Regions from separate parts of the Mus musculus genome. Here regions 2, 3, 4, 5, 6 and 7 are each linked to region 1. A link is a contact called in public Hi-C, HiChIP or PLAC-seq and promoter capture Hi-C data. All regions are on one chromosome and are shown on one strand. Each heading gives the region's core, a stretch centred on a gene start, on an enhancer-like site or on the middle of the called end of the contact. The rest is flanking DNA. Distances are from core to core; before and after follow the strand shown. Region 1 holds the start of Cdkal1 (CDK5 regulatory subunit associated protein 1-like 1). Region 2 overlaps Gm40841 (a long non-coding RNA gene). Region 3 overlaps 2610307P16Rik (RIKEN cDNA 2610307P16 gene). Region 4 overlaps 2610307P16Rik (RIKEN cDNA 2610307P16 gene). Region 5 overlaps 2610307P16Rik (RIKEN cDNA 2610307P16 gene). Region 6 overlaps 2610307P16Rik (RIKEN cDNA 2610307P16 gene). Region 7 overlaps 2610307P16Rik (RIKEN cDNA 2610307P16 gene).

The links. Promoter capture Hi-C pulls out the DNA fragments that hold promoters and counts their contacts. Hi-C and Micro-C count contacts between places; a contact is called where the count stands out from the background. HiChIP or PLAC-seq counts read pairs in DNA pulled down with a chosen protein or histone mark.
Region 2: a promoter capture Hi-C map of pre-B cells shows a contact between it and region 1, with 8 times the contacts expected there. The contact joins the enhancer-like site here to the promoter of Cdkal1 in region 1. A contact is called at or near these places in 10 of 39 promoter capture datasets (the 3T3-L1 cell line, the HPC-7 cell line, HPC-7-derived erythroid cells and 6 more), 11 of 484 Hi-C or Micro-C datasets (the HPC-7 cell line, the N1E-115 cell line, cranial neural crest and 8 more), 4 of 115 datasets of contacts at active chromatin or transcription factors (embryonic stem cells, large pre-B cells, regulatory T cell precursor and 1 more) and 3 of 9 other capture datasets (adipose tissue, liver and pancreatic islet).
Region 3: a Hi-C map of B cells shows a contact between it and region 1, with 8 read pairs. The contact joins the enhancer-like site here to the promoter of Cdkal1 in region 1. A contact is called at or near these places in 7 of 39 promoter capture datasets (the C10 cell line, the HPC-7 cell line, hematopoietic stem and progenitor cells and 4 more), 1 of 484 Hi-C or Micro-C datasets (B cells), 5 of 115 datasets of contacts at active chromatin or transcription factors (cardiomyocytes, double positive thymocytes, embryonic stem cells and 2 more) and 2 of 9 other capture datasets (adipose tissue and liver).
Region 4: a contact with region 1 is called in an H3K27ac HiChIP or PLAC-seq map of large pre-B cells, with 5 times the contacts expected there. The contact joins the enhancer-like site here to the promoter of Cdkal1 in region 1. A contact is called at or near these places in 7 of 39 promoter capture datasets (the 3T3-L1 cell line, the C10 cell line, the HPC-7 cell line and 4 more), 1 of 484 Hi-C or Micro-C datasets (embryonic fibroblasts), 2 of 115 datasets of contacts at active chromatin or transcription factors (large pre-B cells and pro-B cells) and 2 of 9 other capture datasets (adipose tissue and liver).
Region 5: a contact with region 1 is called in an H3K4me3 HiChIP or PLAC-seq map of bone marrow-derived macrophages, with 6 times the contacts expected there. The contact joins the enhancer-like site here to the promoter of Cdkal1 in region 1. A contact is called at or near these places in 4 of 39 promoter capture datasets (embryonic stem cells, hippocampal neurons, liver and 1 more), 1 of 484 Hi-C or Micro-C datasets (bone marrow-derived macrophages), 2 of 115 datasets of contacts at active chromatin or transcription factors (the NIH/3T3 cell line and bone marrow-derived macrophages) and 2 of 9 other capture datasets (adipose tissue and liver).
Region 6: an H3K27ac HiChIP or PLAC-seq map of stem cell-derived neural progenitor cells shows a contact between it and region 1, with 5 times the contacts expected there. The contact joins the enhancer-like site here to the promoter of Cdkal1 in region 1. A contact is called at or near these places in 3 of 39 promoter capture datasets (the 3T3-L1 cell line, liver and pre-B cells), 3 of 115 datasets of contacts at active chromatin or transcription factors (embryonic stem cells, large pre-B cells and stem cell-derived neural progenitor cells) and 2 of 9 other capture datasets (adipose tissue and liver).
Region 7: a contact with region 1 is called in a promoter capture Hi-C map of hippocampal neurons, with 2.8 times the contacts expected there. The contact joins the enhancer-like site here to the promoter of Cdkal1 in region 1. A contact is called at or near these places in 8 of 39 promoter capture datasets (the 3T3-L1 cell line, the C10 cell line, cranial neural crest and 3 more), 1 of 484 Hi-C or Micro-C datasets (uterus), 5 of 115 datasets of contacts at active chromatin or transcription factors (the 230-238 cell line, the SCID.adh cell line, embryonic fibroblasts and 2 more) and 1 of 9 other capture datasets (adipose tissue).

Annotation. Positions count from the first base shown.
Region 1 is chr13:29,853,896-29,858,296 of GRCm38.p6, forward strand. It overlaps Cdkal1 (CDK5 regulatory subunit associated protein 1-like 1), which reads right to left and starts at 1,778. Exons shown (of 16, transcript NM_144536.3): 1 at 1,668-1,778; 2 at 1,003-1,046.
Region 2 is chr13:28,413,818-28,418,218 of GRCm38.p6, forward strand. The region is part of intron 1 of Gm40841 (a long non-coding RNA gene); the gene reads right to left. Among named protein-coding and RNA genes, the nearest start is that of Gm40841, 5.5 kb to the right of the region's middle. Within about 2 kb of position 2,109, at least 117 of the 459 cell types and tissues checked have an H3K27ac peak or open chromatin away from gene starts, as enhancers often do. A contact at or near this core is called in the HPC-7 cell line, the N1E-115 cell line, forebrain and 5 more, where this site is marked.
Region 3 is chr13:28,500,308-28,504,708 of GRCm38.p6, forward strand. The region is part of intron 7 of 2610307P16Rik (RIKEN cDNA 2610307P16 gene); the gene reads right to left. Among named protein-coding and RNA genes, the nearest start is that of Gm40841, 81 kb to the left of the region's middle. Within about 2 kb of position 2,039, at least 107 of the 459 cell types and tissues checked have an H3K27ac peak or open chromatin away from gene starts, as enhancers often do. A contact at or near this core is called in B cells, the HPC-7 cell line, adipose tissue and 3 more, where this site is marked.
Region 4 is chr13:28,542,435-28,546,835 of GRCm38.p6, forward strand. The region is part of intron 7 of 2610307P16Rik (RIKEN cDNA 2610307P16 gene); the gene reads right to left. Among named protein-coding and RNA genes, the nearest start is that of Gm40841, 120 kb to the left of the region's middle. Within about 2 kb of position 2,172, at least 77 of the 459 cell types and tissues checked have an H3K27ac peak or open chromatin away from gene starts, as enhancers often do. A contact at or near this core is called in embryonic fibroblasts, where this site is marked.
Region 5 is chr13:28,598,938-28,603,338 of GRCm38.p6, forward strand. All of the region lies in intron 6 of 2610307P16Rik (RIKEN cDNA 2610307P16 gene), which reads right to left. Among named protein-coding and RNA genes, the nearest start is that of Mir6368, 110 kb to the right of the region's middle. Within about 2 kb of position 2,009, at least 89 of the 459 cell types and tissues checked have an H3K27ac peak or open chromatin away from gene starts, as enhancers often do. A contact at or near this core is called in adipose tissue, bone marrow-derived macrophages and pre-B cells, where this site is marked.
Region 6 is chr13:28,688,662-28,693,062 of GRCm38.p6, forward strand. All of the region lies in intron 3 of 2610307P16Rik (RIKEN cDNA 2610307P16 gene), which reads right to left. Among named protein-coding and RNA genes, the nearest start is that of Mir6368, 20 kb to the right of the region's middle. Within about 2 kb of position 1,935, at least 51 of the 459 cell types and tissues checked have an H3K27ac peak or open chromatin away from gene starts, as enhancers often do. A contact at or near this core is called in stem cell-derived neural progenitor cells, where this site is marked.
Region 7 is chr13:28,755,836-28,760,236 of GRCm38.p6, forward strand. The region is part of intron 3 of 2610307P16Rik (RIKEN cDNA 2610307P16 gene); the gene reads right to left. Among named protein-coding and RNA genes, the nearest start is that of Mir6368, 47 kb to the left of the region's middle. Within about 2 kb of position 1,801, at least 286 of the 459 cell types and tissues checked have an H3K27ac peak or open chromatin away from gene starts, as enhancers often do. A contact at or near this core is called in the 230-238 cell line, the SCID.adh cell line, adipose tissue and 5 more, where this site is marked.

The sequences.
Region 1 (4,401 bases), core at 528-3,027:
TGGGAGGAAACAGTAGTAACTCATAGAATACAATAAGGGCCTCTCATCAGAGTAAATAAAGAACCCAAAAATACAAACAACCCCAAATTAAAATACGGGAAAGGGATCCCAACAGACATACTTCCAAACAAGATATATAAGTATCTGATAAGCACAGAGAGCTGTCAGTAAAGTCAGCCATGAGGGAAAGGCCATTCAAACCCACAAAGATATACCGTTTCACACTCCCGAAGACAATGAGAATTACAAAGACAAGTAGCCATGTTTAACAGCAGTGAATCACATCGCACAGAAAGGAAACAAGAATCTGGCCTGGCATGGTGGTGCACACACTCAATCCCAGCACTTGCAAGTTTGGTCTATATAGTGAGTTCCAGGCTAACAAGGGATAAACATTAAGACAACATCTCAACAAATTTAAAAAATAAAAATAAATTTTAAAAAAAAGAGAGAGAGAGAGGGAGAGAGAAACAAGACAACCCAGCTAGAAGAGGTACAGAAACAAGCCTTCAGGAATGCCATATTTGGGCTGCAGAAATGGCTCAGAGTTAAGAGCACTGATTGCTCTTCCAGAGGACCAGGGTTCAATTCCCAGCAACCACATGGCAGCTCTTACCTGTCTGTAATTCCAGGATCTGATAACCTCACAAAGACATACATGCAGGCAAAATCCCAGTGCACATAAAATTATAAATACATATTTTAAAAAAAGAAAGAAAGTCATATTTAACAGCCAGGTAGAGAAGTAGGATATAACAGGGACTAAGCAACAGCCAAACAAGAAAACAGATGTGCCACAAATGGGAAAGAGAGCATGTCTCGCTTCTTAATGAAAATGAAAAACTAAGGAAGAGATACAAAAATGTCTCTCCGATGAAGTTATAGGGAAATCTAGTTTTCACAAAATGATACTGGCTAATTACTAAAAACTTAAGACATCTTTCTTCATATTCTAATGCAGAACTAATTACTCAAATATTAGAAACTAAAATAAACCAATACCTTGATTTTCTGAAATTGGTCTCAAGTCCTCTTGAAAGATGAATCTGAAAAATTAAAATTAATTAGAAAATGCGAGTACCCTATAAGTTCATAAAACCAGTGTATGACCTCTTTACAACTTCCTTAAAAAAAAAAAAAAAAAAAAAAAAAGGATGCATCTAGCCACTTTTTAAACTGCTACCCTGCACTGTAACACCTGAGCACAATGAAAATCACCAAGTAAGAAACAAGTGATCCCTTATGACACAGGAAAGTTTTCTAAGCAAGGGAGCAAAGAAAAGAGGGGAAGGGGGCGCAAAAACACAAGCGACCTCTGCCCCTATGCCCAACTTCAGTGCAAAACACTCATCTCCTGAAGCCCTGATCGCGTAGCACAAGTACATTCACGGGTAAAGCGAGAGGGGAAATGAGGCTAGAGCAGAATGGAAGTCCCTGACGTCGCCAGCCAGCAGTGTCTGCCGCCACGCCGGCCTCTCTCCAGGCAGCGCTCCAGAGTCCGACTCTCCACGCCAGCCGCCAAGTCTTTTCCAAACTGCGAGAACAAGCGGGCGATCGGCCCAAAGGAGAAAACCTGCGGAAACGAAGCTCCGCCCAAAATGCAGCTCGGCCCACGGTCGCTGAGCACTGATCCATTTGCCCCAGTATACACAGATCCAGAACTTCACCTGTCCGAACTGAGAGGAAAAAAACCACAAGCCCCTGCCAGGAAACTGCACAGACTTCAGATGGAGAGCGCCATGACACTTGTGTCCCGCCGGGCTGATTTGCGCATGCTCCGCGACGGTAGACCGGAGAGGTCAAAACAGATCGTTGTTTCAAGTTTGCGTTTGTTTTTATCTATAATTATTACCACATTCTTCTACAAACAAAGGTGAAAATACACTCCTACCTCATTATGTTAGCTTATCAACTAACTTCTGCTAAGTTATAACCTTATAACTTGTCCTGCACAGTTAAGAGATTAACATAAACATCTTGCCATTTATTATTACTACTCATTATTCACAAAAAGGGACTGGAGACTTTAAATACTTACCAGAATAATTACCTCCGGAGTAAATCATTTTCATTACATTCATTACATTTTATCAGTTCCCTCCTCTATCTATCTATCTATCTATCTATCTATCTATCTATCATCTCTATCTCTTTTGAGACAGCATCTCTCTATAAAACCTTAATTGCACAGTCACTCATTATATGGAATGAACTGGCCTCGAACTCACAGATCGACCTGCCTTTACCTCCAGATCTCTAGGATTAAAAGCATGCTCCACCATGCCCAACTAATTTCCTTCTCTTCTATAGAGAAGAATAACTAAAATAATAGTTGTTCTATCGAATAACAGAAGTCAATTAACACCAAACTCGTGCCCACATCTACCTCCTACTGCTGGGATTACGGTTGTGGCCCACTGCAGTAGGCTTATATTTCTGCTTCTGCAGAGACAATTCAGCCGAGGTAGTCAGGTTTCATTTAATAATTCCATAAGAATACATAAGAAGAAACCTTTATACTTTCTTTGTCAGTAATGCATAACTTTATATTTAAAAAGCAAAAAGAAAGGAATGATGTGAAAAATATGGAACAAAATCTTTATGTTTTCAAAGGGATGAAGATTTTTGTTGAAGGATGAGTGGTTTAGCAGTCTGTGTATTGGGACCCAGGGACTTCTGCATGCTAAGCAAGCACTGTACCACTAAGCTGCATCTCCTGACCCTAGGTTTGTTGTTGTTGTTTGTTTTCTTGCTTTTGTCTCCATAGTGAAAACTGAATGGGAAAATGTTAGCAATAATAAAACCAATGGACAAAGGAATAATAAATCCAGAAATTACAAAAAATTAAAAACAGATTTAGTTTATAACTTTAGCAATTATCGGTTGTACTATTGAATTTAAACCAATCAATAACTTTTCATGAGACACAATGTGTGTGAGTTTAATTCGCTCTTTAAAAAGTGCATATGAATTGTTTGTGCAGAGATTGCATGGACATAATAGCGACAGTCTTAAGACAGATAAGTCTATTTCTTAGGCGAATGGGACAAACGTAGATGTGAACTGTAGGGATTGGGCATTAAATGTGCTGTGATTTACATTGACTTTCCACAGCCTGTGACCAAAACCCAGCTCTAATTTCAAAACAAGGGGTGCACATAAGAATCGATGTTGGATACAGGGACTGTGAAGATTGATCCTGTATAAGAAATTACTTGACAGAATAAGGCTCCCCTGGCTGAAAACTATATGACAGTAATTTTTTGTTGTTGCTGTTGTTGTTGTTTGGTTTTTTGGTTTTTTTCAAGACAGGGTTTCTCTGTATAGCCCTGACTGTCCTGGAACTCACTTTGTAGACCAGGCTGGCCTCGAACTCAGAAATCCACCTGCCTCTTCCTCCCAAGTGCTGGGATTAAAGGTGTGTACCACCACCGCCCAGCACAACAGTAATTTTTAAGGAAGATTTTTTCCCCCCAAGAGTGGATGAACCCAACAAGAAAGAGTGATAGTGTGAACAAAGAGAAAACAGGAGGAATGCTGTAGCAACATCAAAAGAAAGGCTGCCTCTAGTGAATGAGTGCCTCAAAATATAGGGTAAGAGGGAGGAGCTGAAGCTCTTAAATGCTGCTAGACAGGGACATGAAATCACCTCCAGTCTGTGGAGGAATGCTGAAGGGCATCTTATAAAGTAGCCACTAGAGGTCAGAGTATTGAACTTCTGGCACCAGCTATTCGCTTGCTCTAGCAGGTCACATAAATGGCGTTGCTCTAAGTGTGTAAGTAAATTTCTCTTTTCAGACTCCTGAAACCTGGAACCCTTGCTAGAGCAATGAGAACACCACATTCCCTTGCCGTAGAGCAGGTAACTTACCTAGGCCCAGAATCCTCGGCTTTTGTCATAAGCAAGAATCTGATGCTAGCTCCACAAAAAAAGACAGTCAGACAGAAAGACAGACAGACAGAAAGACAGACAGGGAGGGAGGGAGGGAGGGAGGGAGGGAGGGAAGGAGGGAAGGAGGGAAGGAGGGAAGGAGGGAAGGAGGGAAGGAGGGAAGGAGGGAAGGAGGGAAGGAGGGAAGGAGGGAAGGAGGGAAGGAGGGAAGGAGGGAAGGAGGGAAGGAGGGAAGGAGGGAAGGAGGGAGGGAGGGAGGGAAGGAGTAGCTAAGAAGTTCTGATCCTCCTGCCTTCACTTCTCAAGGCCTGAACCTCAACATATTAAAATTCTTATTGTTAGATATTCTCCCAATGATTTAAAATAATAACTCACATTTATTGTATAATACTCTCATGGTTTATAAGTATCAGCAGGAGACATGATGTTTTCTCTGTCCTTAGAAGGACATGACAATACAGAATAAATTTGGTTTTGTGAGGAACACAGCTTAGTGTTAGGACTCTCAC
Region 2 (4,401 bases), core at 859-3,358, 1.4 Mb before region 1:
AATATTGAGATGGTTTGGAAGAGCTATAGCTACTCGGAGATATCAGAAGGGCTGATCACCTCTAAGCACTAGGACGCAAAGCCCCCAGGCCTTTCCCCAAACTCTGGGGATTAGGTGACATCAGAGTTTGAACTGGATATTTGAGGGAGATATTTTACTTGGATACTAACTGAACTCAGTGACCCCTAAGATCTAATCCCCCAAACTTCACTGCTCTATTTTGGGCCTTATAACTGGAAAAGATAGCTAATGTGTGAGCAGAAAGAAATGCTCACCTAATAAATAATCAATGTAACAAGTGCGGGTACTTGTCCCTTTGGCTGTCTAATCAATGGCAGTGGATGAAGCGAATACTATTGACACACACTAAGTGAATGTTGGAAGTTAACTTTAGCCGAAGTTAAGTAAGCATAAATTACATTCAAAACTATGTTCTCTTTGTTTGTGTTGGCACACCAAATGCTTACCTCTTTAGTAATGGTTGAAAACCATTAAAAAGGGGAAAAGGGGAAAAGGGGAAAGGGGAAAGGGGAAAAAATTAACAACTTAAACATCCAAGTAAGATTATACTGAACAATTCAATATGGCCAACTCATTTTTCATTAAACAACGGACATTTATACTGTGAGTATCATGCATACCTGGACACAGGCTATAGATTCCCTAAATTAGGCATCTATGTATTAAAGAACACTAATTTAAAATATGTCCTTATTTAGGGGTTTTAAAGTTGACTTTTTATTTCTATATTCTAGCACTTAAATATTTAAGTACCTTTATACCAACTTAATCAAAGTGAATTACAACGGAAGAAAGGCCAAAAATATTCCTTTGATAAGACAATTTTGAAAAAAAATGCATCACTTTGTAAAGAGGAACACCCAAGGATATTTTATATTCATAAAAGCAAATTGACCAGTTATTCAATTATGAAAGATGGTTTCTTGCTTGGAGCTCCTCATGATTAATGCTATTGTGGGGACACTCCTAGCTAGCGAGAGCACAATTCAACCCTACCACATTCTCTTTCCTAAGGTGTCTAAAACATAAACAGCACTCAATGGATTTTTTAAAGGGGATGATCAATAGCTTTCTGGGTTAGATACCACTAAATTATTCTTGCTTTGTTTTCACTACAGTGCCTGTATCTACATAGTTCTGAATACTTTTTAAACCTAAATGGAAATAAGAAAATCCACAAATAAATATTCTCTTGCCTCTTTACACATGGCCAGGAAATCCAGCGACACAGCTGAGCACCCTCTTCCTTCTCCTTTCCAGGACTTATGCTCCTCAGCTCCTTGTTTACTTGTGAACTCCTAGGACTTTCTTACAAAAATTAATTTCAAATAAATATAACAGAATAATAACTACTTTCAGCACAAACACCACAGATAGCATATAATTAAGATGAGGGGGGAAAAAAACCAAAGTATTCTTGAATACGCATTGCTTTAATTTTTCTCTTGATGGACTTTCAGATTATTTTTAAATGATCTATTAAAAAATCCTCTTCTTGTAAAGAGCTATTAAAACTGCAGACACTTGGGAATGCTGGGGAGGGAAAGTGGGTCATGTTGCAAAATTGATTATGTGAGCTCTCTCTACTCAGTGCCCATGTCAGCAACATGGAAAAGCAGTCTCCAGACTGGATTCTACAGCCACACTTTCTTCTGCAGAGAAAAAAAAATGCAAAGCAAAACAAAACAAAACAAACAAACAAAAGAGTGCTTTTTGTACACTGGGAAACAAAATGGGTGGGGTGGGAGCAGTTCAATTCTATCCCTGAACACAAACACCAAACTGGACTTTTCAAAAGACAAACATAGCCCAGAAAAAAATACTTTTGTAATAAAAAAATGGTGTGTGTGTGTGTGTGTGTGTATACATATATATATATATATATTCTAAATCTGGAATCTTGTCTATCTTACTATCTTATTTTAAACAAGCCAGCAATTGCAAGCTTCAATCTGTTTGGATAGAAAAGAATTTATGTAAATGTTTTGTTCAAGCCCAAAAGGGAAAGGGGTGTATAAAATATACAGTGTATAAAAGATGCATGCCCAACTCCAAAACAGCTTGATACACAGGGGACCAAAAAAACCCATCTGCCCTTCTGCTAGGTACGCCCAGCAGTCCTGAAGCTTAAATATCATGCCATTTGCAACATGGTTTCAATGACCCCAGCAATAAGAGATTAACCAAAATTTCATAACTGCTCTGTTCTCCTGCCCTCCTGGCTCTTGGGGATGAAGGGCAGAAGGAAGAGAAGGAGAAGGTCAAAGAACTAATAGAAACAAACAAACAAAAAGAAGTCTCTATTTTTTGCACTCTTTCTTGGCACTTGAGAAAGAAAAAAAAAAAAACTGAGGCAGATCAATCTGTACAATGCTAAACCAAATCTCTTTAATTCCAGTCAGCTTTTATCATTCAGTCGCTGAGTCTCTGTGTGGAAAAATTCATGCTAATTCCCCCTAGCAACAGCTTCAGCCTATCAGGAGACTTTATGTACCGTGCAGCTGCCTGCCAGAATAACTCTAAGTAGGTCAGGCCTGTATTTCTAAAAATGCTACGGTCTAGTAACCCCACTGTCCCGTCTGTCTGCCCTGCCCCATAATAACCTCAATTGCTTGGTGACACAATGACATACTATCCTGTTAGAGTGCAATCACATCATGCTACATTATTCTGCAGGAGCATGGCTGGGTGAAGGACCCTCCGAGGGGCAGCATTAATCAGACAGCCATTCATGTCCACCAGCGTTTCTCTCTAGAAATGGGGACTGCATTAATGACCAGCTGTTTGAACTAACACAAACAAAATAATGTCTTCCACCCTGTTGGGTGCACAGAATACAGCATTCTGATCTGGCAGGTTCCACCTCTTGACTAAATCGAAGATGTAAATTAACTGGGCTCAGACAACATAGGCTTTGGCAATCTTAAAGTGAGTATATTTAAATTATATTACATGTGATTCAAAAAGCTATTGATTTCATATACACGTCTCTCCTTGCCTACAATTTTCCTTAATCCACGTTTTTAAAAGGAAAAGTGCATACACGGGTAACATAATACATATGTGCATATTGTCCAGGGACTCAACTGCAGGGGCTGAACTAAAATTGACTTCGCTTCGGGCAGAGAAACAAAGCTGGTCAGTAGTAATTGTGCAGCATGAACACAAATACAAATACTAAATGCACGCTGCGAAGGAGCACTGAAAACAAATAAGAGTAAACACGCTGAGCCTGCTAGCCAATCAGCTCCTCCCACCAGCTCCTCCTGGAGGCTCCAGAGAACGCCCCACACCTCCAAATAACAGAGACAGGGGATGGAAGGGAAAGGTGCCCTTCAACATCATATAGTGGTATGTCGCTTCCTCACAGGGTTACCAACAAGATAATTGCAAAAAAAGAGCTTCTTCAGCGTATAAATTAAGAATACCAAAACAACTCAGAACCTGCAGTCAGGTTTTAATTCTATAGTAGGGATTTTAGAATCTAATGGGGACATATGTCCTTGGGTGTACTTTTAACTTTCTCCCATTGGCATACAAAAGCGAATGGGTATATACGGAGACAGGACCCCAGCAGTGCAGTACCGGGCTGTTTGGGACGGTATTTTACAGGGACGGAGCTTGCATGCTCAGTCTGCATGCTTATGGGTCCCCTGTTTGATCTAACAAACACCCTCCTATACGCTGAGCATTTCCTGCCAGAAGTTAGGCAGAATCCAGCCAGTGAGATGTGCACTTCAGCCCTGCTTAATTTTCAAACAGAAAATGCCTTCATGTGTCTGCCCTCATTTGAACTGTGCTTGATAACTTAGTTATGACTGTCTTCTGCACTCTGTGGCACACAGCACACAGTTATTCTTGGAGAGATACAGTCTCTGACGCAACCATGAACCGCTAATTACAAGCTGCTGACATTCTGCTCGTCTCTGCAGCTTTGAAGTTCTGCTTTGTCTCATGGCTGTTCCACTGTGCTCCCACCCCTTACCCTCTCCTTTCTCTCTTTCACTTCATAGCCTTTCTGAATGCTCCTCTAGCACAACCTGGAGAAGGAGAAGGGATTATCAGACTTGCTTGCGTTTCTTTCCTCTCCCCACCACATCCTGACACACTCTCTCTCTCTCTCTCTCTCTCTCTCTCTCTCTCTCTCTCTCCCCACATAGATCTACAGTTTGGAAGTACAGTAATAAGATCCTGTCTCCACCCCACCCTCAGGAATGCACCAACAGCTGGCCAAACATAATCCAGCACACAGAGCCGCTTTGTAGAATTTCTAACAAACAGTGGGAGGACAGGCCAGACAGGCGTCCCAGAGGAGCCCCCATGACAACTGGGAAAGCTGCTTGCTCCCGGCTCAGAGCTCAGTTCACCCAGCTCACCCTT
Region 3 (4,401 bases), core at 789-3,288, 1.4 Mb before region 1:
CAGTGCACTGTGTTAATAAGTTATGATGCTAAGGAGGTTGGGTGGCTTAAAGTCATTTGTTTGTTTGTTTTGCCTTACATCATTTTTAACTGGCAATGGTTGTATCAAAGCATAGTTACACAGTACACTGAGAAGGACCTGTAGAGCACCCAGGATACTACACACTAGTGATTGCTTAATGGGAGAAGTGTAGAAATATTCAGACATGATTGTGCAGGATATATCCATATAGTCTTGAATTATCAAAAGTTGGGGAAAAAATCAAGAGAGGGAGAAGAGAAGGAGGAAACAGTGCCTTTTGCAATGCTATGTATAGCATGTCCATGAGTTATCAAGAGAAGCACAGTAGTAATTAAACAGGACAACCTCAAAGGAGGAACAGCTATCTTTCACTCATAAATGACACAGAACATTATTTCATTTCATTCCCGGTGTTGTGATTAAGATATCCTGACAAAAAGCTTCATGACCTGAGTTCGATCCCCTGGAACCGAAACCCACAGAATGGTCAAAGGAGAGAACTAGTTTCACAAAGCTGTGCTGTGAACTCCACGTGCATTCATGCACAAATGTTCCACCCATCCACCTACCCATACATACACACCCAGGACATGCACTCGCTCACTCACACCCACGACAATTATAACTTCAACAAGTGATATGAGCATTCAAATTTGGTGTTGCAGATTTGAAACCACATAGACATTTCTATAGGTTAGTGCTGGGATCATGGCTGGTTCTTCTGTTTCCATTTGACTCAAAGCCATGGTGTAAGTAACTGACAATTAAAAATCAAGAAAAGTCCTAGGCTCTGAATTAGCATCTTAGACAAGGAACTTCTAGAAATACACAGGAAACACCTCTTGGGGACAGATTATATAAGAGACAAAATCTGTCATTTAATTTTCAAGCAGATAAGATAATTTCCTCCTGATAGGGTTTCCCATAAGTGATTTCTGAGGCTCATGAAAACCCTTTGGCCACAGGTTCTTCTTGAGGTTGGCTCTGTTCTCAACATGTTCTTTCTCATTTGACATTACGAGGAAACTAGGCTACTTAATGACAGTACCAAGGGACCTTGTGGGAGTGCTACAAAGTTCACAGCTCTCAAACTCATCTGGTCCACTCTAAAAGCCAGTGACTGACTGCAGTGCTTCGAAAGCATCTTTACTGGTCAGGGCAAAATGATCTTCTCTGTGTATGCCCTATTGTACCTCTGAAAGACTTCCCAAGATTTAAGTGACTTGAGTGGGAAGAAAAATATTTAAAAAACAAAACAAAAAACTAAAACTCAAATAGAAAGATGAGCACCACCGATCTCATTTTGAAAATGGACAAATAGCTCTAAAACTTAGACAAGCAATGGAGGAGAGCCAAGATCCTAGTCCTCTGACCACCTAGGTGACTTCATCACCTCACGGTATTTTAACGACATTAACAGTAGGACATGGCACAAACACTTAATACAAACTCATGGCACACCATTCTGGAGGGAAAGCAAGCAGTGCACAGTCGGACTATATTTGTTAACTGATTTCCTGGGTTTATCGTGAACTCCATCAACACAGGGAAGAATAAACTCTAAAGGGTGAGGGACAGACGGGGTCACAGGTAGAATTTGTGTAAGGAAAGTACAAATGATCAGAGAAATCCACACAAGTTTTACTATTTACTAAGCATTTGCCCTTCTAAGGATCTTTGAGCACTTCTCAAACTTTCAAAGGAAAACAAAAACAAAAAACAAAAACAACAAAAAAAGTATTTTCCTCAGAGGGATAAAGTTTACTGCAATTGAGGCTTTAGATGGGGGGAAAACTAACTAAGCTGGGAAGCGCCTAGAATGTGCTCACAGTAAAGAAAGCATGTGATCACTTTCAGAGTGGGCTCTGCACTGGGACAGTCTCTCCCAGAGAAACATGTGCCCCTGGGGGAGGGAGGTGGCCCCTGAGGGAGGGAGGTAGCCCTCTCTTCTAGGTTGGGAGGAGGCATCCCAGCCTGGGAACTCCCCTGCAGCAGTGTGTTTTGGTTACACTTCCTATCAGCAAGCAGACAGGAAGCATCAGCTGACAAAGAGGCAAGCAGAGGCCAAGGCTACAGCAGACAGCGCTTTTGAGGCCTGACTTTGAAAGAGCGGAAACCATGTGGGAATTACTTTACTATTAAACAAAAAGGCTTCAGGTGGCTTTACATTAAAGGAATACTGGCAGCCACAGCCCAGGTCTCTACACTCCCCACCCACCTTCTCAGAGCCTGCTCTTCTTTTCTGTTTAAATTTTACAAGCCCTGTGACAAGCAACGGAAATTCCCTAAATATAAATTAAGCATTGTGTGCTCTCAAGATACTCTTGTTGGCACTCAATCAGTAGTTTGGTATTAAAGTCTATCAGATGGTTATTTGGGACAAACTTCACATGTGTGTGCACTATGTGAATATACCGTACCCTTAATCATTTCATTCTCGATCTGTGTACAGACTCCCTACTATGTCCACCATCATAAATGGACACATCTCTGCTTCATCTCACGGGGCTCCAGGCCTCCCAGACTACATCTCTCCAGAGATAGAAATGGTCACTCTTAGAACAGGCTGGATAATGGTTACGTGAACCTTGGGACAGAATAACTGAGCTCACTTCCCGCTTCTTGGACTCAAAGACAGGAGGTCTTTCCACAGCACACTGTTCACCAATCTGGCCACCCACCATGTGTTCCCACTGATGTAGTGTGAAAGGGAGGAGTAAGGAAGGGGAACACTAACAGTGTCAGCTGAGAAGGGCTAGCTAGGACCTCACCATCTGAGGCCACTCACAGCCATGTTGCCCTCCATGGAAAAACGCCATTAAGCATCTCCGATGAGGGCTCTCAATACGTCTGTGCACATCCTCAGTGGCCCCAGGGATGTACAATGGCTTGAATTATGAATGTGAGCCGTCACTCCTAGCTATGGGCCCTGTGCTAATCAATTTACTCATTGCCATGACAAAACATACGAAACCATCCCTGTATAGAAAGAAGGGTTTATCTACATTCATAGTTTGAGCATACAGTCCGTGGTGGCAGGGATGGCATGGTGGTAGAAGCTTGAGGCAACTGGTCACATGGCACCCACCATGGCATGCTCAGCTCATTTTCTCCTGTTTCCTCAACCCATGGGATGTTGCAGCCACATTCGGGTGGGTCTTCTAAGCTCTGTTCAACTTTTTACGAAGGAGCCTTGTAGACATGAATTGATTTCCACAGTGGGTCTAAATCACACGTTGACAGCTGAGATTAGACATTAAGATCCTGTCTTACACTTACACACACACACACACACACTATGAACCTACGTCTGCTATACAGGCTTACAGCCTGCTCAGTGATTGTCTTTATTACTTAACACTCCGAGTTAACTGAGCAGGTACAGAACATCTCATTCTGCTATTTAAAAGAATGTTAACTGCCAAGGTTAGTGATACAGAGCTACAGTTCCAAAGGACTTGGGGTGATGGGGAGCAGGTGCTGAAGCAGGAGGATTGAATTGCCAGCTAGCCTAAGTATATAGCAAGGCCCTATCTCAAAAAGAAGAAAAAGAAGGAGGAGGAGGAGGAGAATAACATTAGCTATGTTCTTTGGACACATCTCTTGTTTTCTACAACAAAATGAAGGGTGTTCAGTCTCTACTAAGCTTGTTAGGACATGAAGACAAATGTCATTACTTGCCGTTCAAAAGGGACTAAGAGACTTTCCTGCCACTGTCTACCCATTACAGTGAATAGAAATTTTCTCCCAGTAAGCAGTCTGGGTCCAGAGAATCATGTTAATATGAATAAATCTCTCTCTACCTAGTACATGGAGAATGGCCAAAAGGTGCCTTTCTGAGTCTCCTTTTCCCAAGAAATAGTCTGAAAAAAAATGTGTTATCTTTTAGAGAGAAGCTGAGGTTTAAATGGGAGAGGAGGCAGAAGAAGAGCCTACTTTCTCTAGCTCCCAACTACTTTTCCCAACATTCCTTCTCTGGTCATTAACCCTGCCCTACACCCTGAACTCATCAATGGAGAGGAGTGAAGGGAATTTATTGGAAGGAGACTTGGGAGCCTTTGCTTCATGTTAGATATGGCTGTTTACTAGATACACTGAGAGACTTAAATAAAAAATTCATGCCAACGGTATTTGTAGAAGAGACCAGCTGTTCTTTATTTATTCCAGCAGACAGGACTGAGTGTTATTATCCAAGCTCAGTGAGCTCCTCTGGCAACAACTGCACTGCCTTGAACCATTTTAGAGATGAGTGCTAAAGAGAGTTTATCCTAAGAAACCGAAGCTGCATCCAAAAGTTGTCAAACCTAACCAAAATATATATATATCACCATAACACAGATCCCATTCCTAAATTGCTTTCCCCTTGTCTCCATGCCTGCA
Region 4 (4,401 bases), core at 922-3,421, 1.3 Mb before region 1:
TTATAAAACCACACAGGTAAGCACTCACACATATGCTTGTTGCTACTGCAGAGGACTCGGGTTCAGTTCTCAGCAGCCACACTGGGCTGCTCACATGTGTTTGTAATACCCACAGAAATAAAGCACCATCTTCTGGCCTCTGTGGGCTCCTGCACACTCACAGAAGGCACACATACACATATACATAATTCACACACACACATGCACACACGCACATAGAGTCAAAAGGGCTCATCATTCAACTTCTATAACTAATGTAGTTAATTTCAGAGACAAAGAGAAGAATGGTTGGCCTCGGGCCCTGGTGGTCAAGTGGGAATGGGAGTTAATGTTTAACAGTTTCTATCGTGAAAGAGATGCAGTTATGGGGAGGACAGGGACAATGCTTGGTTCCATGACAATGTTAAGTACTTAATGCCACTGAACATTTTAAAGAGCTTGCAGTGGCCAACGTTACGGGCCATATAAGTATAAGAGGAAGAGAAGAAAGAAAAGACTTCAAGGGAAGGAAGGGAGGTGGAAATACAGAGGAAAAAAAGAGGAAGGAGAAGGACGCCAGAAGGCAAAGTAGGACTAAGATGGTCGGGATCAGAATCCGTCCACGTTCTTCCACAACTTTGGAGAATGGGATGGAGAGCCACACCTGCTAGCATCAGGAGTGACAATTCGTCTTCTGAGAAGAGAAACCTTATTATGCATCATGAACCTACAATGAGATTCCTAAAACGGACCCAGTGGATATACAGAGACAAGAGAAAGTATATATGCACTCTACTTTTGAATATTTCTTCTCTCAGCCCACCATCCACCTACTAAGCTGCACATATCCCCACATAAGCAAAATCAGGAAAATGGCAATTATTTGGATGGTGAGAGTATTCCTTCAGGCAAATGCTGTTTCTGGAATAATCTAGCATAACAGGATTCATCCTGGATACAGAGCAGCACTACACTGACACTAAAGTTTATGATTACTGTCACAGCAATATTTTCCTACACACACTAATAAACCAAATTTAATAAAATAAAAGTAGTGTGCTCAAGGATATAGGGAAGTGATATTTGAAACCCAGGTCCGGCGTACTGCTGAAGCTAGAGGGTACTTTGTCAACAGAGGCTGACCAAAATGGAGGGGCATTAATCAATGAGAGGAAAGGGAAGTAAGTCAGCAGAGATGAACACACGCAGAGACCCCTGCTATGACTCTGCTGAGATACCCCATAAATCACACATGATACCTGAACCCCAGTGTGTGGCGACTGATGTCATGTCCTGTGAATGCCCTTTTTGATTCTCTTTAAAGTTGTCTTTAAAATCTAACCTTAGGAACAAAAAAATCAAGGACTGGGGATATGGTTGAGTAATTGAACATTTGCCTAGTATGTTCAATGCCCTGTGCTACCTAAACAAATAAGAATCAAAAGATTACGAATCAAAGCACAAAGAAGAAATTCTCACAGAGAAAGGCTCATGATCTGATTTTTTTATCATCTCTTTTTCTCTAAATCTATCAAATGAGTAACACAAGCAAAAACTAATAATCACCATCCCAGGAAAACTGGAAGCCTTCTTCAAACACAGTAACTTTCCTGAAAAAGAACATCCTACAGATGGCGTCTGCCTTCTAAAATATTATAGATGACACAAAGAAAAACCAGGCTCTGAGACGGATCATCAGATCGTTTGGTTCTTAATAGACAGCTGTGGCTAATGTGCGCCTCAGCCCACATTGCAATCCTGACGCACACACCCTGGCGCTGAGGTTATCAGGCAACTCAGTGAAATGGGACAGAAAACCCCCCAAGGAGCCAAAGCTCCGGAATCTGCTAGACTCATTTCCACGCTCACCCGGGAACCCAGAAAATCACTTTCAGATGCAACCCAGGACAGAGGCTGCCTGCAAGGAGAAGCTTCGATGTACACAGTCTTCCCCAGCAAACCCCCCCGCCCCTCCCCCCCCCCCCCCCCCCGTTTTGCCCTTCACAGCTACCAGTCTTTTTTTTTTTTTTTTTTCTGGAATTCACAAACTTCTTCACAGCAAAGCTTTCTTGCAAGGCTGCTGACTGCCCATCTCTTTCTATCCATTCAGTGCCTGGAAAACACAAGAAGGGGAGACAAAGGGCAAATGCCAGTCTGTGACCTCTGTCTGGATTTAGCGGAGCGTGATGTGTGAATCAGGTGTGTGGAATGGAGGTTTCCATGGCAACGAGACTGCCAGCCAGGCAAGGCTTCACATACTCTTTCTACCATGGTAATAAAAACAATGAGGCCACCTGAGGGACCTCAGCAAAGAGTGAGGCAGCCAAGTTCAGGGTTATCGAGTGACTGGGCGGACCTGGGTCTGCATGAGGTCTACCCACACCCTTAGCACTGGATTCTTTCCCATCAGTGCCTACTGAAGTCCACTCACCACCTTTTGCTGGAAGATGGCATGATCTCTCAGAGGAGTTTCTTGAAAGTGTTATGTAGAAAGGGCTAGGGGAAAGTGTGTAAGCAAAGATTCAGCTATGCCCGTCCACACATTGAGCTATTTTGACCCACTTTGATACTAGGTGCCTACTTGACAGAAGTATTTCCGCTTTCTGGAAGCTTCTTTGCCTTACCTTTGAGTGTGTGTTTGATTTGTACTCTCAGGCCACTAGGAAAGGATCCTGAGCTACATTTTGTGTTTCAGGAATTTAAAATTTTATACTAAATTTTGGTTGTGTAAACACTAGAATTATTCAAAACTTAAAGAAAAAAAAGCAGCTTGTTTTTAAGGCCCAAGAGTTGGATTAGCAGAAGGGAAAAGGGCATACAATTTTAATGAAATCAAAGCTTGCCTTGATTTGTGGGGATGCCCAGTCTATGTGGGGCCCAGGCTCTGAGATGGTTAACAGGTCAGCAGCAGGCGGGATCTGAAGGAAACTGGAAGACAGCAAATTACACTTCCTCTCCCCCCACTGTTTTTAGCTCTGCTCTTGAAGGGTTTCAATTCCTTCACAGCATCACTCCACAGGCTGAATAAAAGTTCCTCCTGCTACTTGGGTTACAGGTCCTGCTTCAGCAGACTGTGACAGGCCCTGCTGTGATCAGCCTGTCCTTTCCAATGCACCAATGGAATGTGTCTCACCACACCTGACTGGCACCCGGAGGCCACCCTCTGCCTTTCAGACAGCTCCTCGTGGTGCCCTAGGATATGCCCACCCCAGAGTCTGATTTACTGCACCAGCTACTCCTCTGTAGCTTCAGCCACTGCAGTTCACAGTGGCACTGCACATCCAGGCAAATTCAATGAATTTTGGTTGCTACAGAACCCCTTATCAGCATGAGATAAGCACAAATATTCCAGGTGATAGTGAACCATGCACAATATTGCACCCTGTGCAGTCATGCTTTTCCTATATGTGCTTGCCCACTGTGTGCACACACCATGCTCCTCCTAAATGTATATACCCACTGTGTGCACACACCATCCTGCTCCTATATGTATACACCCACTGTGTGCAAACATCATTCTGTTCCTATTTAGACATACCCACTCTATGCACATACCATTCTTTTCCTGTATGTACACTTCTACTCTGTGCACACATCATGCTATTCCTATCTGTACACACCCCTCTGTATACACACTATGATTTTCCTATCTGTACACACCCATTCGGTATATACACTATGCTTTTCCTATAAGTACACACACTCTGTGCACACACCAAGCTGTTCCTATATGTACATTCCTATGACAACATTTAACTTTGAGTTAGCATAGTAAGAGATTAACAATAATGGATAAATTAGAACAAATACATTTTATTTCAGAATATTACTTTTAGGAATGCCTGTCCCCCTCCTTTTCTTTGCTTCAGTTCCCCCCTCCTCCCATCTCAAAGGATCTTAATTCCTCACTGCACAACAACAATATTTTCAGACCATGGTTGACTACACCAGATGGAAAACTTGGAGTTTAAACTCCAAGTAAGTTTATTCTTTCTCTCACCTGGTCTCTTTACTTACAGTTTCCTACACATAGCATGTAACCATTCCTTAATATTTCAGCTAAGACATTGTTCCTTTTCAGGAAGCCTGTCTCTGAAATTTTTTACAGCTCCCTTGTCCTTCAAGAGTATCCAGCACTCTCTGGGTATGTCTGGGAGATTGTTTCCAGATGCTGAACAGAAGAGGACCTATCCTGATGTGGTCAGCACTGTGCCATTAGGTAGGGCCCCAGATCAAATAAAATGGGGGGGAAAAGAGGAAGCCAAAAGAATACTTGTCATTGCTACAGACCAGGATGCTCCACAGACTTGCCATTCCCACCCACCATATTGCATATTCCTCTAATTATGAATAAGAAAGTCTCTTCCTTTAACATGCCTTTTATCAACAATGGAAAAAGAAATTATATATCACCCAAGACAG
Region 5 (4,401 bases), core at 759-3,258, 1.3 Mb before region 1:
TTAAAATTCTATTATAAATTAGAAAACTTAATATATTAATAATATTTAAAGATATATATGGAGAAGAAAAGTTCATGGATACCAAAATCCAATTAAAAAATATAGAACTCAATCCTAAATCCTCACTTTCTGTAGCTATTTTAGCATTATTTTATGGATTATAGGTATTATTAGCTTTGTCATGTATTAGCTCTAAGAGATTAGACGAATGCTTGCATTAGTAAGTTTTCTGCTGCCATAACAAATTTAAGTAAGACTTAAGTATACAAACAAACTAAACTAAAACTGATAATGGCAAAACAGCATGAACCTGAAAGAGGAGAAAGACAAAGGGACCCATCAGAGAATCAAAAGTAGCCACACACTCAGAACAGGGCTGCCTATGGAAAATGAACCTTGGTTCTACCTACCATGGATTTCTTATTTTAACAGAACAAAGTGAATACCAATGGATAGTTGATGCAATGCAATGCAATTGCATCAAAATTGGAGAGTTCTTTTCAATAAACAGTATAATGGGGCTGGAAAGATGGCTCCGTTGGTAAAGGAACTTGCCACACAAGTTTGGGAACTTGAGTTCAAATCTCAAGAACTTGCATAAAAGCAGTTCACTCTGTAAAGCCCAGCACTCCTAAAGGAGAGACAGAGGGCACTGACAGGAAAACCCACAGCTAGCCAGGCATTCCCAGTTAGTCTCAAAGAAGGGATGGCACCCAAGGTTATCCTCTGACCTCCTCCTGCAAGCCTTGGCAGAAATACACACACACACACACACACAGAGTTACCAATGTTCACAGAGAAGAATCAAAAGAAGATACGCTTGCCATGGGGAAGAATCACGCAAGGCCTCCCTGAGTATATAAAAGGTACCGATGTATAAATAGGAAAAAAAATATAAGTACACTTTCAGTGGAAATTTTTTAAATAATTGTGAAAGAAAATTTATAGAAGAAATGATCGTCTAAGGAAACCACTCATCAATAATCAAAGCAAATTAAAACAAATACATTCACCTTAGAAAATGGGAAAAGTAGGAGGTTTAAGAATGCCCTGGGCTGGTGGGGAAAGTGGGTATTTAACACTCAAACTGGCATGGTGTGTACTGGTGAGGGGTCTAAGAAAACTTTATAAACTTACCCAGCGAACATGCCACCATCTGTCTTTGCACCCTAAGATACAGTAAATGCATTAGTTTAGATCCAAAATACCCACTCCTTGGTGTTCTCCAATGAGGGATCTATCTAAAATTTCTTGTAGCAGTCATATTTTTGGGAACATGATACAGAGAAAATGTGACTCTCCCTGGGGGAGAATATGAATAAAATGTAGACCATACCATGAGCAGTTGAATAAAATGAATTTGATATATACACAATAAAGAGCAACTGAAAATATAATGCCCAGAGGAAGTGGTACAAAGAAATAAATGGGATCCATAACTCATATAAATTAAAAATGCAATTACAACAAAGTAACAATGTGTTTTACAATGCACACAGTGACAAGCATGGACACTTTGGGTGAAGCCTGAACAAAAATGGCAGGGGTCAAGTACATACCAACAAGGACTCAGGCAAAAGCAATCAGAGCCCTAGGAAAGTATAGGTATACAGGTGTACATGCACATAGAGCCACCAAACACAATTTTTATGAGATAACACCATCTAACCACACCTAAGGCACCTCACTTCTATCTTCTTCTCTTCTTGTTTCCTATTTCATTTTTAGTGTTGATCTCTGGCAACTACGATGATTGCAGGTTACAGCTTTCCACCTTAAAACCCTGAGGCAGACACTTAGAAGTATACAGTGAGTCCCTGGACCAGTTGTAAGTATCACGCATTCATCAAGGGCTCAGGGTCACAAACAGATCAAGAGCCAACAGCAAACAGACCATAGCAGATGCCTTTCCTTGGTTGCCTTTTCCAAAGTGTCACATCCGGGAGCGGGCATAGGGAGGGGCATGAGGAGCTGCTCTGGGCACTGACTACACTTCCGGAGAGAGAACTTTTCACCCCAACTTCAGTCAGACTTCAGTCTGACTGAGACCAAAATGAAAGCAGGAAATGAGGTTCCATGCGCAAATGCATGCAGGGATATTTTGAAACAGAGGGATGTCTTAAAGTGCCTTAAACACAGCAAAGTTAGTTTCTCATAAAAATAGGAAGTGAGAAAACACGAGAGGATGTGTGTGAAAAGATACAGGCTGGTTTCAATAGATTAGCAAGCTGAGAGGGCAAGAGGTGAGGGTGGACAGCAGAGCGAGACAGCGTGGTCCTCACTAGGTTTTATTCAATACACAAAAAAACAAAGCACACTAGAATTTCTGTCCTCAAACTAACTAAATTCTGTCTCATGAGAGCACCTTTATTCTTCTCCCAACGCATAGCTATTGAACCTTTTGAGAAAGTGTTTAGCTTGGCTAAGACACAGCTTTCTCAGAATTAAACACTTTCTGGGTTAAAGGACAAATGGCCCTCTGCAAGGCAAAGAGCTCACTCCACCTTTATGAACACGCCCAAGAAGAAAGGTGAGGAGGAGTGGTGTTCGGGTTGCACTGCATGGTCCTGGCTCTCTGGAGTTACCAAGGACACAGGGAACGGGCAGCAGTATTGTACCAGCACAACATAATGGGGGAAGTTTAGATCCAGAAAATCCTCCAGAAGCCTGTGTATTAAAAGCTAGGTCAATCACCCCAGAACAAAATGAGATGGGGTGGAATTTTTAAAAGGTGGGGCTTACAGGAGGAAGTTAGCCCATTGGAAGGCTGTCCTTCAAGAGGATACTGGGGACCCCAGCCACCTACCCATCTTATCTTTCTTAGTTTCCCAGCCATCGTGAGGTTAAAAGGTGTCTTCTACTACACTCTCCCACCATGATACATTTTGCTGTTATAAGCTCAAAGCAACAGGGAAGTGTCCATGAAATGAGACCTCACAAGCCAAAGTGACCTCACAAAAGTGAGGTTGCAAGCCAAAGTAAGTCTTTCTTCTTCATATGGTGATGTTTTCAGACATGTCATCATAGCAATGGAAAGATGACCAATCCATGTCCTTGTAAACTACATGACAAATTGTGTGTAGAAGTTTTTAATGGCCAATGGCATGAGCCTAGGTTTGCAGTGGGCACTGGCCAGGACTCTAATTAATACTACACTTATAAAATGATATTGTTAACTATATAAAATGGGGCTGTGAGATAACCTAGCAGCCAAAGGTGCTTAATGCCACCTAGAAGAGAAATCAAATATACAAAGGGGATATAATGGCATTGGGTCTATTAAGCCAGAAAAGGGTAGAGAAGAGGTGCCTGCTCCAGGATAATGGAGGCAGGCAGGCATACTCACAGCATTATTTTAAAACAGCTGCTTGTTACTGGATGAGAGGTGACCACACACTACATTGTATTCAACTGAGATTTCAATGAAATCCATGGGAGGATAGCAAGCCTAACGAAACAATTTCCTGAAAGGGCTCTTTTCTTGTGACTTCACAAGATTACAGTACTCCTTCCACAGATCAAGAAATGGCCCTCCACAGATACTCAGTGAGGTCCTCAGGAGGACATGGGGGCAGAGCTGCCATTAACCCAAAGGCTGTATGGCGTCACAGTATCTTGCAGTAAGCATCCTGATTTCCCATAAAGCACACTCAATTGAGAACAAGCTAAGAAGAACAACATGCCCATAACCCCAGCACTTGGGAGGTAGAGGCATAACAATGGAAAGTTCAAAGTCAGCTCTGCTACATAGAAAGGTGGAGCTGAGCACCATCTACATGAGACGGTGTCTCAAAATTGAAACAAACAAATAACACTAGGAAGGAAGATGATGGAGGCCATCCCAGCAAGTACAAAGCCCTGGGAGCAAGCTCCAGGGTTGACTTCCTTTACTGTATCTAAGCAGGGTAACACGGACCTGTTATTATCATTCAAGAGGTATCGGCAAAAGGATCTCAATGTTAAGAGCACCTTGGGCTATAGAATCAATCAATCAATACAAACAAAATATAAATATTAAAAAAATGGCCAGGATAGGCTTCAGAAGTATAAACTAATGATATCAGCATTTTGCCTTTGATTATTGTACTAAGGATATTATACACAGTGTTTGATGCAAGTGAACCCTCATCCCAGAATTTGCCAGTCAGAGGCAGGAGGACTGCTGCAAGTCCAAGGTCATCCTGTTCTATACAGCAAATCCCAAGCCAGCCTGACAACACAGTAGGAGGACCTCAAACAACAAAAAGGGGGAAAGACAATTTGGGGAAAAGCTGGGTGAGTGAAGGGGGTAGAGTACATGGGTAATTGTTATACCTACTTAAAACCTATATTAATTTAAAAGTGATCTGTTTTCTTTCAACTAATAGAAATAGACTTTTAGGAAGGTTATATGGCACCTTT
Region 6 (4,401 bases), core at 685-3,184, 1.2 Mb before region 1:
AGAGCAGACTCCACATGAAACACCACCACAGGCAGAAGTGGCCCAACTTCTTGAAGACCCAGTAGTTAGAGGAAAGTCTTTTTTAAACCCAGTGGAAAAGGCCCACGTAAGGCAGGCACCAGTATAATTACCAGGCCACCAGGCCTGCGTGCCAAGCCAGCTTGATGTGGCCTCTTGACCAGGTTTCATCGTTGGCCTTGATACATGTTCCCTCTGGCCTCCTCCTGCTCCTGCTATTAAATGGACTGGCAGATGCTTGCTTGTGTACTTCAAGCCCCAGCTTTCTATGTTCTAGTTTGTTTTGGCACCGAGTTCAAATGAGAGAGCATCTGCAGACCGGCCCAGAGCCTCACAAAATCCCACTGCTGGGTTACCATCAAGCACTTGCTCCTACCTTCCCAAAGACTGTTGCGAATTCTCCTCATACTCATCAAGTGTGGTCTGGACACAATCAACTGCTAGTTTTTATTATTCATCTCTCCCTGGCAAATGCACAGAGTTGCTCACTTGCTGGAGAGGGGAGGCACATGCGTGTGCTTCTAGTTCTGTTCTTGGAGATCTGCCCTTTATTTCCCACAATCTTATTCAGTTTGGTGGCCTCACCACCAAACATGTGTCTACCTCAGGGTACATTCTCAAAGTTTGCCACAGATACTCCAATACCCCAGGACTTGTGGACCAGTGCACAAAGTTTCTCATCTTCATCCCTCCACTGTGTCTCACCATCTATCAGATGCTAGGCCCCATCCTTAAGAGTCACCTTTGACATCCCTCTCTCCATCTAATTGATCCACAACTAATTGATCCTATCATGCCTGGGTTTTACTTTCAGCCAAGAAATCTACACTTCTATCCTCTGGTGCCCTCTCCAGACTTCTAGCAAGCCATGTTGTAGTTCAGTGTGTATTGCCCACCCCCACCCCCAGCAAGCTCAGAAAGGTCCCCTCCCTCTGGGCCCTTCTATATCATGCTTCTTTATTTCAATTCCAAAAGCACAGCCATGTGGGCAACAGGATCTGTGTGTTCACATCATCAGGATGAAAAAGAAACTATATTCACTTAATGAAATTTTTGTAAACCTTTCTCAGGTCACATCCTTAAAAAAACATGCTCATGTTTCACAATTGTGGCTCCTCCAATAGAAATTCCTCCAGAATAAAACATTTAGTAAGCTATTTCACCCACTAATCCAAAAATTCATGGCCAAGTTAGGAGCAAGGTACAATGGCAATACCAACCTAGATGGAGACATAAAAGCCAACAGAGAGAGAAGCCTGGAGAGTAAAGGGAAAGAAAAAGAAAAAGAATAAAACAGAATCCAAGTAGAGGACCAGAAAAATGGTACAGGTAAAAGCATGCTGCTCTTATAGACTTCTGGGATTCAGTTCCCAACACCCACATCAGGAGTTCACATCCATTTGTAACTCCTGATCAAGAGTGTCTAGTGCCCCCTATTGGCCTCAGCAATCACTGCACTCACAGTCTCAAATCCACACAAGAACAGAAGGACACATGATTAAAAATAAAATAAAACCTTAAAAGAAACAACAACAACAACAATAATAATAAAACTCAGAACCCGGGATGGTCCACCATTGCTTCTCCAATGACAGGCGCCCACACCACCATCCCATGCTACATCAGGACTTTTCCAGAAGGTCTCCCACCAGCTCAATTACAGCTGAGGGAGAGATATTTCAGGCCTGTGCATTTTTCCTTTAGCTTCAGGGTGATGCAATGAAAGCTGAATTTTCAAAGAATAAAACTGCTAATTAGGAAGCTGGGCTCACAGTTTCCAAAGGCTGAATGTTAACGAGGTCCTTTTCTTTCCCATCTTTGGGGAACACAGTCATTCTTTCCATTCCTGACCCCACACAAGGAGTGTTGACTATGTAAGCTCTTGGGGTATCCTGGATAGCGCAGAAACAGGGTAGCGAGAAAGACCAGGCCCATGTGTGCTGCCTGGTAGAATAAAATTCATTTTACCCCTGAGTTAAGTTGATTACTCAGACTCTGAAAAGTCCTCCCTGCCCCCACCCCGAGCACACACTCACATTTTCCTTATGCTAAATGGCTCTAGGAAAACAAGCAGGGCATTATACTTGGCTCCTTGGAATGAGATCAGTACTAGTTTCAAATTCCCTTGTGGAGCAACCCCAAGGCCATAAGACCCTGTAAAAGTCCCAGATGCCTAACAGCTCAGGAAGGACCTAACTATGACAATAAAGCATTACTTAAGTAATGGGGGGAGGAACAGCCCCTGACTGGTTTTGTAGACATTAAGCAGGACCAGGTCTGCAAACAACCTAGGCTCAGTCTGGGCCGTTCCCTGGAGTGGAAGCCAGAGAGAGCCTAGACCTTCTTGAAGGGCCAGGCAGTCATTTTCTGCACCTGGCACCATCTGTGCACACCCAGCCAGGCCTGTTGGCAGAGCAAGTCTTGCAGACCATTACTAATGTGGTGGGGTCAGTGGGGTTGCTCCTGCAACCGGACACCTATAGATTTCAAAGACTGGCCTTGCCTCTACGCCAGCTCATCCATCCAGGGCAGAAAACAAGCATATTTTTATTTCACTTTTTTTTTTAATTAAAAAAAAAAAAAAAAACCGCTGACTTTTAAAGATCTCCCTCTGAGAATGGTACATGAGCTAGGTGCCAACACCAGTGGAAACATGGGTGTTCAGGGCATGAAGCTAACTCATGGATCCTTTGCCAGAATTTAGGAACAAGCTCAAGAAGACAGCTTTCCTCAGACAACATGAGCATTTAAAAGAGTGACACCAGGGCTTCGGTGTGGCTTACTTAGCTTAGTTAGTACAGTGATCAACTAGTACAAAGCCCTGGGTTCAACATAGCCTGGCATAAACCAAACCAGGCCTGCTTGTACACACCTATAACCCCACAAAGGAAGTGGAGTTACGGGAATCAGACATTCAAGGCCATCTTCTCACTATCCATTGAGCCACTCTAGGATACATAAGATCCTGACTTAATTAATGAGTTAGCAACACAAGAAGGGCATTATGAGAAAAGGTTGAATGTCAAAGTTGAAGGCCACCTGAGCTGTGTCTCTAAAAGAACAGCCAAGGCCTCCTTCCTAGGGTCTGACTATACCTGCCTGGGCAGCAGATACACAGGAGAAACGTGACCTCTCTGGTCAACTGTTCACAATTCATCCACTAACTCTGTCTCTCACTATCAACTGACTATGGAGTCTTTCCTACATGCCTGCCGTTTGGCAAGAGTTTGATATGCCCCCAAACTTCTTTTATTGAAGAGGGATCAGGGCTCTGAGCTGAGATCCATATGCTGGTTAGGGACAGGCAAGAACCACAAGGAAGAGGTCATGCAAATCCCACCTTTAAACTCCAGTTTGTAACAAACACTGACTGACTAGTCTTGTTGAAGTACTAAAAAATTTTAATTTAGTTCGTTACTTAAATATGATTTTTTGTTTGTTTGTTTGTTTGAGAATGGTTCTGTGGCCAAGGTTTGTACTCATTTCTTTGTCAAATAACCCCATTATAGTTTTCAGGTCACAGCATGACTCAAACCCATACAGTCAAAAATCTACAAATCAACCAGCCACAAAAGGAAGACATGACTATACCTTCCAGAGAAACTGGATTTTGTTTAAATTAATTAAAGGTTTAAAGAAATTTCATGATAAGTGACTTCATCCTCTTACTCTTGCAGAGATATCAGTTTCCCTACTTAAAACCTTAACAGAGTGTAAATCAAGGTAAAGAGGTGGGAATCAGGGAAATTCACAAGCTAAAATCGAATTCATAATGTCTCTAAGCAAGATCACCTTCCTTATAAAACCTACAACACTCACTAAGTGGGCTGAGAGATTTGCGAGCCTGCCATAGCTTTTTGGCATAACTGGAGAAGTAGGTTTGCTTAAGTTCATATTGAGTAATCTATCCTTTCAGTTTTTCCAGCCCCCAGGCAACTACAGATAACTCCAAGCTGACCTGGATCCTGTCATATTTGCATTTCCCTACCCCAGCCCTTCCGTGAGTAGCTCAAGCAGCATCCTCTAAAAATAATGCATTTCGTCACTTAGATCCTTAGATTACTCCCTATCACAGAAACACTGCTGCCTCCACAACAGGCTTCCTCTCAGCCATCAAACTCCCCATCTGGATATTGCAAGAGAGCTAAGCACACACAGCACACAGGCTCAACGCAAATGCATTCATCTAGCTGGGCGTGGTGCTTCATACCTGTGATGCCAGCATGGAGGACTCGAGAGCACAAAGGTCAACCTCAGCATCTAATTCCAGCCTAGGCTACTTAGGGACCCTTCTCAAAGGGCCAAAATTAATAAATTAGCTAAACTGTAATCACCCAGCAAACCTTTACAGACTCACCCTGGGAAGTCCCACTTAACTGGGAA
Region 7 (4,401 bases), core at 551-3,050, 1.1 Mb before region 1:
CCAAAGTGTATCTTTTAAGGTACCCACAAAATGCAGTGCACACACTGTGAAATTAATCACTGAAGTGACAGCTCTGGTCTGGAGAGAGAGAACTCAGCTGGTTAAGTGCTTTCTATGCAAACATGAAGACCTGAGTTCTATCCCAACTCACAAGAACAAAGCCAGGCATGGTGACAGGCCTCTGGAATTCTAGTGGCCAGGAAAAGGAGACAGGAGGATCCCTAGAGCTGGCTCTCCAGCTAATCTTGCTGAAGCAATGAGCTCCAGTTCACTGTCCCATGTTCAGTGGAACCACTACCTCAAAAATAAAGTGGAGGGGACTGCAGAGTAAAGAGACTGCCCTGGGGCTAAGAGCACGCAATGTGCCTGCAGAGACTGAGTTTTGTTCCCAGCACCTATGTCTGGTAGTTCATAAGTGCCTAACGACCACTCCAGGGAATCTGACATCTCTGGCCTCTGTGAGCACTGCACTTAAGAATACAAACTCATGCTCATGCATACACATCTATACATAATATAAAATAAATAAAAATGAATATTAAATCTAAAAAGTAATAATAATTAAAGAAGACACCAATAATAACCAGTCTCTGGCCTGTATGTACACTCGCATACACATGACCCCATACACATGCATACACACCATATACCACACACACAAAACAATAACAATAATAAGTAACCTCTATTACTAATAAGTAATGTAGACCAGAGTTGGAAGAGCCTGTGTTTAGCATACACAAGGCCCTGGGTTCTCCAAAAACAAAAACAAATAAATGTTATTAATTGGCCTTTTAAGTTCTACCATCCCAGGGCCCCAGACTCTGTGTCATGCTTTCATGCAAGAGCGTGAGAGTTACTTTGCTTCCTACAATACAGCTGAGGATGCTTTCTCGAGTTGTTCAAGCAAATACAAGCCACACATGGGGTATTAACAGAAAGAAAATATTGAAGGGGGATAACAGAACTGGTTAACCATGCCCTAAGGCCTCTACCACTAGTGAATTTTAGAGACATCTTAACTCACTACTCATAAATGTCCCTGAAAAAAAAAATATTCTCTCACGTTAAGTGGAGGAAGAGACACAGGTCAGGTTTAATAGAAGGCCAAGGGAAAGGGTCAACGCAAGAGCAAGAGTTCACAGTAAAGCCAGAGCAGAGGGGGGCCAGGCACAGCCTTTCGGATCTCAGACAAGACAGGGGAAGCCCTTCCCTCTGCAGCCTTCTCCTTTGCATCCGCCCTCACCTTCAGGTCTGAAGTAAACCTGAGCCAGGAGCCTCCTGGTGCAAGCAACCCTCTCAGAACTTAACAGTCTCAGGTTTTAAGCAACTCTTAGAGCCTCAAGGTCAGCTAGGGTACACACACACACACACACACACACACAAAGAGGAAAATAGGTCGGGAAACAAGAAAAAAGGAAACAAGTCACTTGGCAAACCAACCTCCACGGAGAATTAGCTTCTGAAAATCTTCTGAGCAAACAATTCACACCATAAAACAGCTGCTGCTTGCCATCTGCGGGTCCTAATCAACACACGCACATACACACACACACACACACACACACACACACACACACACACACATATATACTTCTGCCCAGTGGTACCCTGGCTCCTAGCTATTTCCTGTCCCCTTCAACCTCCTAAGCAATTCTTGGTCAAAAAAACGAAGTCACAAACTTACAGGCACTGACAGTGTTTTCCTAGGGTAGATTCTGTCCAAGACGTTATGACAGTAACAGAAAAAGAGCAAGCAGGCCTTCAAGTCCTGACGTCTGCTCACCACTTTCAAAAACTGGCTCCTGACCTTATTCTCACTTGGGTCCTTCAGGTCCAGTCGGTGAACTCTGGACCTTTACTGGACCAGATCAAATCATTTCTAGAACCACTGTACCACATTTTATTTAGTCTTTCTGTTCCTCTCCCCCAGCCTCAAACGAATGACTCTGTGCCAAAAAAAAAAAAGCGGGAGGGGGGAGAGAAAGAAAAAGTTGCTGTTTGAGAGAGTATCAGCATGCTTGATTCATGCCAAAGTTTACAGCATAGTTCTATCCTGAGCCACAGCGAGGATGGGCCGTTGTGGGGGAGGGAAATGGAGCCAGGCAGCTGTTTTTTCAATAAACTCTAGCAGAATCCCGCCCACTTCCTGCACTGGCTTCAGGGACCCCAGCAGAGAGGAGGAGGAGGCAGCCAGCGAGATCTTCCTCCTCCAAGACTCAGGCTACTGCCTCCCTGGCTCGGACCCTCCTGATCCACCCCTGAACCTCAGGAGGGCAGCCAGAGGGTTTGTCCCAGCTCCTTTGGATGTTTATTTCTGGTCTCCAACTCCCAGGAGAGTTTCACCTCCTCTCTCCCTAATCTTAGCCCTCCCCACGCTCCACCCTCCCCCGCCCGTGTATCCTAGCTCTGAGGCACACCAGGCATGACTGCAAAAGCAGGGAAGGGAAGGGAGTGCGTTTCTCATCCCACACCTTCCAAGAATATGCTGGCCTTCCCTCTCTGCAGCTGTGGTCATCAGTCCCTCGGCTCCTCAAGCCAGCCTTTCCTCAGGCAAAGCCTCTGAGTTCAGTTTCTTTTCTGGAGTGGGAAGGGAGGGCAGGAACATGAGAAGGCACGGAAAAGCTGCTGCGCCCACCAAGACCAAGCAAGCGGCTCAGTCAGCCCTAAAGCTTTAATTTGTTAACTTAGAAACCCCTGGGGCATTGCAATCAAAGGAGGGCTCCACCCAGCAACACCTCTGATTACTTTTTTCCCTTCTAGTGGGCAAGTAAAGAAGAGGGGAAATTAGGACAACCGTGTGCAAAACAGAACTACTCCATAACACGGACTTGGCTCTCACAAGGTCCAGATTACGGACTCAACACCTCCATGCCTGTCCAAATGGAAAGAGAAAATACTCAGGGTGCAACCTAGATCCAGCTGCCCAGACAGCCTGCCAACCAGAGCATCAGTAAACCCCAAATTGCTGCTCAGGCCCCAGATGGCTTTTTCATTCCTTCTTTCTTTTTAAAGTTCTTTAGGGTTTTCTAGTTCATACTGGTAAACTGACTCTTTCATATCCTGGTTTTAATATGCGCGAATCAATAAGCAACAAACCCTTGGTGTGAAAGGGTCTGGTATAAGCATAGAAGTTTATACACAGTGACTGTGCAAGAAAATCAATCTTTCTTTTAAAAAGTCTCAGATCTTTCATAAATGACTCAACAGTAACCAAAGAATGAAAATGATTATGTCATAGTTCTGTTAATGATTGAAATATAAATTAAAAAAAAAAATCAGGCTCGAGGAGATGGCTCCGTCCATAAAGTCCTTACTGAGCAAGGGCAAATATGATGTCCTCAGTCTGATCTCCAACACCCACATGAAAGACAGGCACAGCTGTGTGCTCCAGAAATCCAAGAGCTGGGGAAAGGAAGGTGGGAGGGCCCCAGGGCTCCCTAGCCAGCTAGCCTGGCTCAACTGGTGAGTTTGGGCTCCCAAGAAAAATCCTGTCTCAAAAAAGAAAAGGTGGGAAGCAACTAACAAAAACATTACTTTGACCTTTGACCCCAGGCACATGAATATAATCACCTACTCCCCGCCTCTCCCTCCCCCTCCCCTCTCTTCCCCCCCTCACCACACACACACACACACACTACATGAGTTGGCACATAACCAACCCTAGGTCACCCTGTATTTCCAAATAGAGAAATAGAGATCTCATATAGCCTAACTCACTGACTTCCATTTAAGTCAAACAAAAAAGGCTGAACTGTTTCAAAAGGCATGAAACACCAAAAGATAGGCAGTCTTTTATGATTTGGCCTAATATATCAATCACAATTGTTGGCATCAAAAATGGTATTTCTCAAAAAATATAGTCTCAAATAGATGATGCATACCCTTGCTACATACAACTCAGGTCCCACTGCACCCCCACCCCCACCGTGTATAACACTCAGAAACACTGTCTTTTCTCAAGCTAAAAGAAGTTAAGACCCAATAATGACAACTCAGAATTCCAAAGTACTGCTGCGCTCTAAATGAAGAATCTGATTTTCAACCTCTTATCTCCCTTCTTCATTCCTAGGACCAATGAAGCACAAAAGGAGGGTAGGACAAACAAGAATTTAAATAGAAGACCTATTCAGACTCCAGCCTTCTACTCTGAGGTCTAGGCCGAGGCTTCAAGAGCTGAGCCAATGAATCCGTAAAATGGACCATTCCAGTACAGAGGCTAATTAACCTCTACTTTCCTTTTGATGGCAGAAGTTAGTCAAGGTGTGGGAAACAGGAAGTAGATTTACAGTAACAGTCTTGGATGGCCAGCTACCTGAGTTCTTCCCAGTCCCTCCAAGGTCACTATCCTGGACCTGCTTACTGATTCCCATCACTAGTGTATACAGAATTATTTACAGC